2 separate regions of the Mus musculus genome follow, and region 2 is linked to region 1. The links are chromatin contacts, called in public HiChIP or PLAC-seq maps. All regions are on one chromosome and are shown on one strand. Each heading gives the region's core, a stretch centred on a gene start, on an enhancer-like site or on the middle of the called end of the contact. The rest is flanking DNA. Distances are from core to core; before and after follow the strand shown.

What was found. HiChIP or PLAC-seq counts read pairs in DNA pulled down with a chosen protein or histone mark.
Region 2: a FOXA1 HiChIP or PLAC-seq map of pancreatic cancer cells shows a contact between it and region 1. The contact joins the promoter of Nbeal1 here to the promoter of Mpp4 in region 1. A contact is called at or near these places in 1 of 39 promoter capture datasets (liver) and 1 of 115 datasets of contacts at active chromatin or transcription factors (pancreatic cancer cells).

Annotation. Positions count from the first base shown.
Region 1 is chr1:59,160,176-59,165,235 of GRCm38.p6, reverse strand. Mpp4 (membrane protein, palmitoylated 4 (MAGUK p55 subfamily member 4)) reads left to right here and starts at 3,600. Exons shown (of 22, transcript NM_145143.3): 1 at 3,600-3,704. Als2 (alsin Rho guanine nucleotide exchange factor) reads left to right here. Exons shown (of 34, transcript NM_028717.6): 34 at 1,021-2,480. The coding sequence ends at 1,059.
Region 2 is chr1:60,177,844-60,182,382 of GRCm38.p6, reverse strand. It overlaps Nbeal1 (neurobeachin like 1), which reads right to left and starts at 1,784. Exons shown (of 55, transcript NM_173444.2): 1 at 1,698-1,784; 2 at 629-920. The coding sequence starts at 679.

The sequences.
Region 1 (5,060 bases), core at 2,351-4,850:
GAGTAGGCAGTCCCTAATGGTAAGGATAATGCTCATATTAGCAATACAGTACTGTAATTTCCATATCATAAAAGGAAACTAAAATTGGGAATACAAATTATTTAATAAATGTTTAAGAAAAGGTACTGTGGTTTTAGCAGTTTGGGAGGTAGGCTGAGGTAGAGAAGTGTAGGTGCTTTGGGGTTTGTAGAGCAAAGGAAGACGGGTCTGTGAAACCCTTAGGACTGAACATCAGGTTCCTGGCCCAAGTTAACTTTTTAACATTAATGTTTCTGTGTATAAACTGAGAAAGAGAAATAAAGAGCAAGCTGTAGTGACATGTCTACAGATTCTTCATAGTCCTGCTGGGAAGCCTTCGTTCCCAGGGAACATTAGTGAATGTCCATAAGGACATGCTCAGGCTCACTTAAAGCCATAGAAGGCCAGACTGAAGCGTGTGCCTAAAACACCAGCAGAAGTGTTCCGGTTCTACCCAGTGCTGGTGGGTTTATAGTGAGGCCCCTTTCCCACATTGCTGGTAACAGGGCAGCGAGCAGTTAGGCTGCTCTCTAAGAACAGTTACTAGAGACTGTCATGGCCAAGCGCTGGTGTGTTTGACTCAGGATCCCACTCCCTGGGATTTCTCCTAAGAAGTCAAGAGTGGAAATTGTGCACCACTCTGGTGTGTGAGTCCTAAGCACACAAGCACTTTGGGATCACTGCTTCTCAGAAATTCAGTCTTGGAAACTCTGACTTGCTGTGTGGTGTGTGGGGCTGCTCAGCCTTCGAGTAGTAAATGTGGACGAGCTCTGCTCACATTGTCCCGTGTACCCTCACACTTCCCAGTCACCAGTGAATGGTCTCATGTTAATCAGTAAAGACCGGTACACAGAGGAAATAGAGGGCAAGTGTTTGTTGTTGTTAGGCTACAGTAGCCATTGGCTGGAGAGAGCTTGGTGAGGTAGACAATGTGCCTTCAGTAAGGGATTGTTTTTTCCCAAGTCTTAAAGAAACTGAATCTGAATTTGTTTGGATTTTCAGGCCTGTTACTTCCAGATTCAGCGGGAGAAGCTTAACTAGGGCGCCTGACAGCTTGAGGACCGGATTATCTGCTGCGGAGGCTACAGCTATGGCACAGGCACCGACTGGAGGCTGATGGGGCAAAGAACAGTGTTGAATACAGAATGGACTTTTGTGCTATTTTGGTTGTAATTTCTGAGCCTTACTAATAATTAGAGCCCAGCATGGAAAACATACTGTATCATTCAAATGGAGACTGGAAAAGGAGATAGGGATAGAGTAGAGTCTTTGGCCTGTGCTGAGATCCACACACCTACTTAGAAAAGGAAACTGGTTACCCTTTCCTGTAGTGAAAGCTCTCAGCTCCATGCAGTTCCAGGAAACCTTTCCAGGAAAGCTGCTTAGATGAAAAGAAGTTGATGACTGTGTTTAAGCTCCTGGTTTGTCTAATTCCATTTGCAGTTACCCAATACCCTTTGGCAAGGAGCAGGTTTTACTTGAACTGAAGCAGCCATCCCTTGCCTTCCTAGACCTCTCCCAGGCACAAGTGCAGCATGCTACTTTGCTAGGGGTGGGGGTGGGGGAGAAGAAGTTTTAAACTGTAGTTTTAACCTTTTGTAAGCCCCTTTACCAAGGCATTTGTGGTCAGAGAGCTCCCACGGGGTGACTATGACATCCTGGTCCCCTCGTGGAATGCATCCACATAGGATCTTCTGCCTGCTGACTGAAAAGAACATAGGAATACACTGGAGTGCAAACACTGCCGTGCCAAGCTGCTCCAAACCTCACTGATCCGAGGCCCACTGCCTACCCAGGAGGCCCGTAAGCTTCTTAGCACAAGCTTTGTGTGGAGACTGAAGATCTGCACATGTGAGGAAGCAGGGAGCTACAGTGGCCCTCAGCCCAGTCTGCGGGTCTTCCCTCTACCTCACACTGAACTCAGAAGGGAAGGAAGGAGAGACGCACATGGGATTCTCCCACCTCAGAAGTATTGTGACAGCACCGCATAACCACGGTTTGCTCTTTTACAAGCAGCCTCACAAGTGTGGGTTGTGGGTGTGCGCTGGAGCAGTGCCACTCGTAGCTGTTTGGATACCACAGGTGCTCTTCTGTCTCATCTGCTGTACTCGGAGGCGAGCGCAGTGGCCTGACTCATGGGAAATGACTCAGCAGGCGGCAACTACTTTTGAAAAGGATCATGATTTCCGAGCTACTTTATAATCAAGACAAGCATTTGTTAACATACTGTTTTGGAATGTTGGCTGTAATGTAACAGCAGTTTTCATAATAAATGACATTCATCTCTACGAAGCTGTTCTATGACTGTGGAAGAAATGACATGGGGCAGACTGTACTTTAAAGAGTGCTCAGTTTACAGTATTCTTTCTCCACATTGTAATCCATGCCTCAGACCTCAGGAACCCCTGGGGTTTTTAATTCACTTAACTACTAGCCAATTTCTGGCAAAGAGCAAGTTAATTCTGATCCCGATAACCCAGAGACAAAGGTCTCCAAGGAAAACTGCTGCTGTGAGTAAGACAGTTGTGGGCTTTGTTTTTGTTTAGGGAAGGGCTAGAGGAACAGGTTTAGGAGGATAGCACTGTCCGCATCTCTCCGCCTACCGTCTTCTGCCAGGCCGAGCTGCTCCCTGTGGAGAGGGACCAACTCTTTCTCATTTCGCATATTTTTAGTTTGTGAGCCAAGACACAAATGCCAGATTTGGCTAGTAAAGCCAAAGTAATTGAACACCTACCTCCTTCAGAGAAAGATCAGGAGGGGCTAATAGTGGGAATGGATGGAAACTTGGACAATAGGACCAGAGAAATTCTCAAATGGCAGCATGCCATCTCACATCTCTGAGAACCCGTTGCAATTCAATCTTCTAATTTCAGTTTTAAGAGAAGCTGCCTAACCACTGTATTTTCCTCATTCTACACAGTTCTTGAGTTGCAGCTTAAAACAATAAATTTTCATGTGTGTGTGGAAAACCCTAAATCTCCAGGCACTGTCTGTGACTAGAAATACCAGCACCTATGTAACTCACAGCAGCCCTCAGCAGTGCCAGTCTGGGGGCTCCCTTTCCCTATCGGTGAATAGCTATAGTTTGCTGTGTCTGCGCTGGGACTCCAACCCAGAGCTTCCCGACTTTCCTCTACTCTTTCCCACTGCCTATGCCCCGCAGATGTGTTCTGCATTAGGCCTTGAAAAGCTGAAGTTAAGAAAAGTAAAAGCCTCTGGTGGGTGTAGTGGCACACCTTTGTAGTCTGAGCCCTTGAGGGTGGAGGAAGTTCAGTTATCCTTGGTTATACACACAGTTTGAGGCTACCGGGGCTACATAAGACTCTGTCTCAAAAAAAAAAAACAAACTAAAAGTAGGAAAGATTTGAAGGGGGGCGATTGGTGTTTGTTATCTGGAAACAGTCAACAGAAATATTAAGGGCTTGTATGGGAGTGTAGTACTCATGTGAGAGAAAGCTCACTGTGGTGGAGGATAATGTAAATGAGATGTTCCCTTGCAGGGACAGCTAGGGCTGCTGCGGAGGCTTAGAAGAGGTCCAGGGTTAGCCTGCAAGGGCAGGATTATGCCAAAGAGGATGCACAGAGCTTTTCTCTAGAGCATCAGGTGACTGGCAGCTAGCAGCCTCCTGGTGCTTCCTGCTTGCTTCTCTCTTGCCAGGAGCAACACTGTGTTTTCATCCTTGCAGGTAAGAGTCTGCTCGCAATGCCGCATTTCCAGAAGGCACCAGCAGCAGCTACAGATAATCGTGGGTAGTCTGTGTTAAAGTGGTTGACTGTCCTACAGTACCATCTCTTAAGCGTGGCACAGTGCGTTGTCAAAGAGTTCAAGTGAAACTGTCCCATCTTCTGTGAGGGCCTTGGATGCAGAGGAAGCCAGCAGGCCATTTCTCAGGGAGGGTTGCATATGGGCTTTTTCAAGATTTCCATATTGAAAAATACTTTAGAAAACAAGCCTAGTGGGTAAGAGGTCAGGACTTTGAATAGCAATTGTTTTAAAGCAGAAGGAAATGCTTTAAATGTTTTAATTATAATGTTTAATTACAATTTAATTGTGTGTGTGTGTACGCTTGTGTGCAAGTGTGCGCGCATGCGTTTGTGGAAGCCCTGGTGCTTGTGGAGGTCAGAGAACAACTGAAAACAGCTCCCTCCTACCATGTGGGTTCAAAGTCATCAGACTTGGCAGCGAATGCATTTCCTGCTGAGCTACCCCAGAGACCCAAAGCTGAATTTTAAGGTAATGCTGCGTACATTCCAGGTATTCATGGTGACCACTTGCTTTATAACACAGTTTTTAATTGCCTTTTCTTATTCCCTACCTCTTTACCCTATAAATCACCTGTCTAGAATCCTTCATTCTGGCGCAATTCAAACCAAGGCACTTAAACACATAAGGTTATTATTTAAATCCACATAGTGCCCCACCAGTAATAAAAAGGATAAGGTAAAGAAAGATATAGCTTAGCTGGTAGAATGCTTGTGTGGCATATGTGAAGTCCAGGGTTCAGTTCCCAGCACCACATAAACCATTTGTGGTCACACATGCCTGTCACACAACCCCAGCCCTTGGGAGGTGGAGACCGGAGGATGAGAGCATCTGGTGATCCTTGACTAGAGAGAAAGTCTGAGGCCAGCATGGACTACATGGGACTCTGTCACCAAACAAACAGGAAACCAACCAAAAGCAAGATAGCTGAAAACAGCTCCCTCCTACCATGTGGATACTGTGTATTTAAGCGTGTGAGTGTGGATAGATAGCACAGAAGCACACATGTGAGCCTACACAAAACCCTGAAAGGATGTAGCAACTTTGAATGCAGGAGTAAATAGACTCCAGGAGTGCTGTGCTGTAGTGGTTTCCTGAGTCACAAGCAGGATTAGCGCTGATAGAATGATTTTCTGATTTGGTAGACTACTTGGTAAGGTTTAATGTGCAATGTGTTAATTCTTCAATTATGATGGTAGCGTTTCTTCAAATTTATTGGTTTCTTGCAAACTATTTTGTGTTTGTAAGAAGAAACTTTGTTTGTTTGTTTGTTTTTGTG
Region 2 (4,539 bases), core at 535-3,034, 1.0 Mb before region 1:
TGCCACACAATCCTGATGACCTAAATTCAATCCTAGGAACCTATATAAATGTGGAGAGGGACAACCAAATCCACACAATTGTCCCCTGACCTCTAAAAAAGTACCAAGGCACCCATGTGGCCCCCCCACATATCCTACAAACAATAAGAGTTTTATTTTTCTTTTATAGGTACAATCTACCTATATAATTTTGAGATCACTGAAGATATATCAAAGAAATATTTGTAAGTTTTTAATAGCAGGCCAATATTGTCAATGTACTCAAAACTGAAAAATAAATATGGGAAATTCAAGATCTCTTACATGTTTTTTAAAATTTATTTATTTCTCTTGCATGTTTTTTAAATTCAGGATGGGGGAGTTGTTTGGGGTTCTGTTTTGAGAATTGCAGCCCTGGCTGTCCTGGAAATGTCTTACGTCCACTAGGATAGACTCAAACTCACATAACACCACCTGGCCCGGCATTGTTCTAGGACTCTGTTCTGGGACTAAAGGTATGCACCACCACACCTGCCAGTTCAGGATTATCAATATGCACAAACACACTACACAATAAGGTCATAATGCTGGATACAAAATTTTATAATCAAGTAATTTTAAGTACAGAAATAAAAGGAAAGCAAATTACCTTTGTACAATAAAGCATCCAAAGTTCAAAGAGCCTCTCTCTGGCTGCCATTCTGGCTTTCCACTCTGGTACTTTAATATTTCCTCAAAAAGACGGTTCAAGACCATATCATATTACTTTATTTTCCAAGTTTATCAGCCGTTACAGTAAAGCTCAAAGCAGTGGAATAAACAAAAAAAAAACAAAAAAAAAAATTCGTAGAACAAATAAGACTGTCTCAGGTCAATAAGGGTCAATTTCAGCAACTACTCCAACACTTCTTCATCAGGGGTAGCTGGTCTCGTAAATAGGTCTGTGAAATACAAAAATATCCTAAGTTTTTTTAAGCCACATTTGAAAAAAAAAAATCCAGATATCCGTCTGCCTTGATCACCCCATTCAAAGGGATAAATTTTTAATGTGATTAGATATTCCAGAAACTCCTGTTTGGCACACCACGACTAATGATCAACATAAAATACTAAAACCTTCCAGGCAGATTCACAACCAAAACTGCGGTAGATGGGAAGGAAGACGGCTCCCTACTCACGCCTTCCTTTAACCAGGAGCACAGATCAAACACAACAAATATCCGAGATTTCTCGCCAGCTTCTTAAAAGTTGCTGGGAATGTTTGCTGCGTTGCAGGGCAGGGCGTGGGGGGAGGGCCCGAGGAATTCCTGGTTTGTTTGTTTTAACCATCCACACAGCGAAAGTCATCCTGCCTACCTGGCTTCCACCTCTCCACCCAAGAAGAAAGGGGCTCACACACCGTGGCAAGGACCACCTCCCGTGGGACGACCCCAGACCCCGCCTCGCAGCAGTCCGGGGACCTTTCCATTTCCTCCCTGCGTCCCCGTTACGAACAAGAGAGACAAACGTCAGGCGTGCCAATCAACTTCAGAAGCGCGGCCCGGAGCGCTCTGGGACCCAGACCCGGGACCCACGCCAACCGGCCGCAGCCAGACCCGCCCGGGCCGGCCGCGCCCCCTCGCCCGCCGCCGCCGCCCCTCAGGCTGCAGCCCTGCGCCGCATTCCCCCGGGCCTTCCCGCCCCGCGGCAGCCTCCGCCCGACCTCGGCGTCCCCTCACCACGCTCACAGGCCCGCCGGCGCCACCCCGCCGCGGGCTAACTTGCTGCCCTCCGCCCTGCCCGCGGCGAAGCCCCGTGTCACCCCGAAGCCGGGCGGGAGGCGGAGGCGGAGGCGGGGTAGCGCCGACGCGGGGTGGGAGGAGCCAGGGGCGGAGCAGCCCCTGGGCTAATCATTCCGGCCTCTGGGGATTTACCCGGCCCTCCGGCAGCCGCTCCTCGAGGGCCGCTCAGCCCCGAAGCCCCTCCCCCGGCATGCCTGCGCAGCCGCAGTGCCCTCGCTCAGGCTCTGAAAGCGGTCGGAGCCAGCCTGGGCATTCCGGTCAGTAGTCACCCAGCTGGACGTGAGGGCCGACGTGCTGACGTCGCTCCCCGCCCCTGCTAGGTGGGGCGGACGGAACTTTCCTCGCCTGGCGGCGCCTCTGCGAATCAGCTGAGGACCGGCGACCCTAGGGCGTCTCGAAGGGATCTCGATTTGATTTCTTTGTAGAAATGGGATTGGTCCTGGGACAGAGCTCAAAAGCGAAAAAAGAAGAAAAGAAATCTTTACCTGTTCTGGCGTCGTTGCCTTTGTACTGTCACTGCCATTCTGTGTCTGTTCCAAGGAGACTGCTGTACGGAATGAGTTCCGTCTTTCAGAAAAAGAAGCAAAAGGCAGTCTTATTAGCTGCACACACTTTCTTAAGGTTGTTGTTGTTGCTATTGTTTTAAGAGAGGAGAAAAGCGTAAGATTAACCTTTTAAATCTAAACATTTAAGAAACTATTGTGAAATTTTACAAACATATAAAAAAATCAGTTTTAGAGCAGCTTAGCATCTGAGATGCCCTGTGTTTGATTCCTAACAAGCACACACAAGGAAACAAAGTAATAAAATGAACTTCTATATGTAATCACTAAGCTTCAGAAATAATCGAAGCCACCCTGAAGAAACAGGTCTGTGATCTAGCACTTAGGAGATGGAGGGAGAGAGATCAGGAGTTCAGCGCTGACATGGGCTACCTAGCAAGTCTGGGACCAACCTGTGCCGCATGAGACCTTGCCACAAAAGAAAAGAAGAAGAAAGGAAAGGGAGGGAGATGACTTGCTGTGCAAGCCAGACCTCCTGAAATGCAAGATGGAGACTGGAGGGCCAGCGAGCCCTGGCCACAAACAAGAGACCCTAGCTCACTAAATGGAAAGCAAGAACCTACTCATGAAAATTATCCTCTGGCATATACACATGCACAATAGATAAATAAATGTAAAGCTACTAATGCCATCATGGGGGTTCACTATGTGACCTTTATTTTTAAAATATACTAATGCCCCCACATGCCCTGTGTGCGTCCTTGTGCCACATATGTTTGTATACCCTCTGAGGCCAGAAGATATCTTATCCCTGGGAGCTGGAGGTCTGGGTGGGGGTGGGGGCTCCTGACATGGGTGCTGGGAACATTGTCTTGTGTGCTGCAAATGCTCTTAACCACTGAGCCATCTTCCAGCCCTTATCTATTCTCGCTTATTAGATTAATCTACAAGTTTTTCTTGTCAAGAATCACAGGATAAATAATTCCGTTTTGCAGACCATGCAGTAGCTTGGATATCAAAGGTGAAAGTAAATTTTGTGATTCTGTCACCAAAATGTAGAGTTCCCGTTATCCTTCACAACAAACATCAATGAGTAGAGGACGGGAATTAAATCATTAAGCTTCAGTAACATTATTTAAAAACCCTGTGATCTGAGGAGACAACTGATTAACAACAGCCTATTCACTTACCTTCTGATCTCCAGCCAGTTTGGCTGGAACAGAGTGGAAACAGAGGCAATCAATCATTCCAAAGTTTATACTCTTCCTTCTCTGGTCAGGTGGGCAGCCTTGTCTCTGAGATTCTCAGTGTTGGAGCTTCTTTGTCTGCTGATTCTCTCTCTCTCTCTCTCTCTCTCTCTGTGTGTGTGTGTGTGTGTGTGTGTGTGTGTGTTTGCCTCATAGTCTCAAAAGCACAAAGCCCTGTATTCCTCCCTAGGATCAACTGGGCTAAGGGTTAACACAAAACAAGCAAACCATTAGCAGTGCTGAGCTAGCTATTTACAATGTGTGCCTGAAGACTTCTTTCTGTGATATGAAGAACAAATGTGCCTTTATAAGGTTTGAAAGGCCTCTTCTCCCGTTGATATGTGAGTGTTAGATGAAAGTTTTCTTAACACTGCCACACCTGTTCACCATTGCCCTTAGTTACTTTCACTCCATCAGGACAGAGTTAAGAACAAGTTGTTTGCAAAGTATACCTTCAAAGTTCCTTGGCTAGCTTTGGGACAGAGTTTCACTATGTAGCCTTGGCTAGCCTGTAGTAACTTGCTAAGTAGACCAGGCTGGTCTTGACCTCATAGAGATCTGTACACTTCGGCCTCCAGAATGCTAGAACTCAAAATATGCACCACCACAGTTGGGCTTCTTTGTTTTTTTAATTTGTAGATTTTATTTTATGTGACATGAATGTCTGTGTACTCACATACCCCTGTGTGTTCCACCTATGTTAGTGCAGTGCCTACAGAGGGTATCCTTGGGGCTGGAGTTGCAGACAGGTATTAGCCATCATATGGGTGCTTGGATTGAAGATCTTCTGGAAAGCAGCGTTCTCTCTAGCCCCTCCTTCAGCTTTTTATACAAAAACTACTCTTTAAATTGTACTTTCTTCTTTTGCTGTCTAGCACTGGTCTTCTTCTTCTTCTTTTTTTTTTTTTTTTTTTTTTTTTTTTTTTTTTTTTTTTTTTTTGGTTTTTTGAGACAGGATTTCTCTGTATAGCTCTGGCTGTCCTGGAACTCACTCTGTAGACCAGGCTGGCCTTGAACTCAGAAATCTGC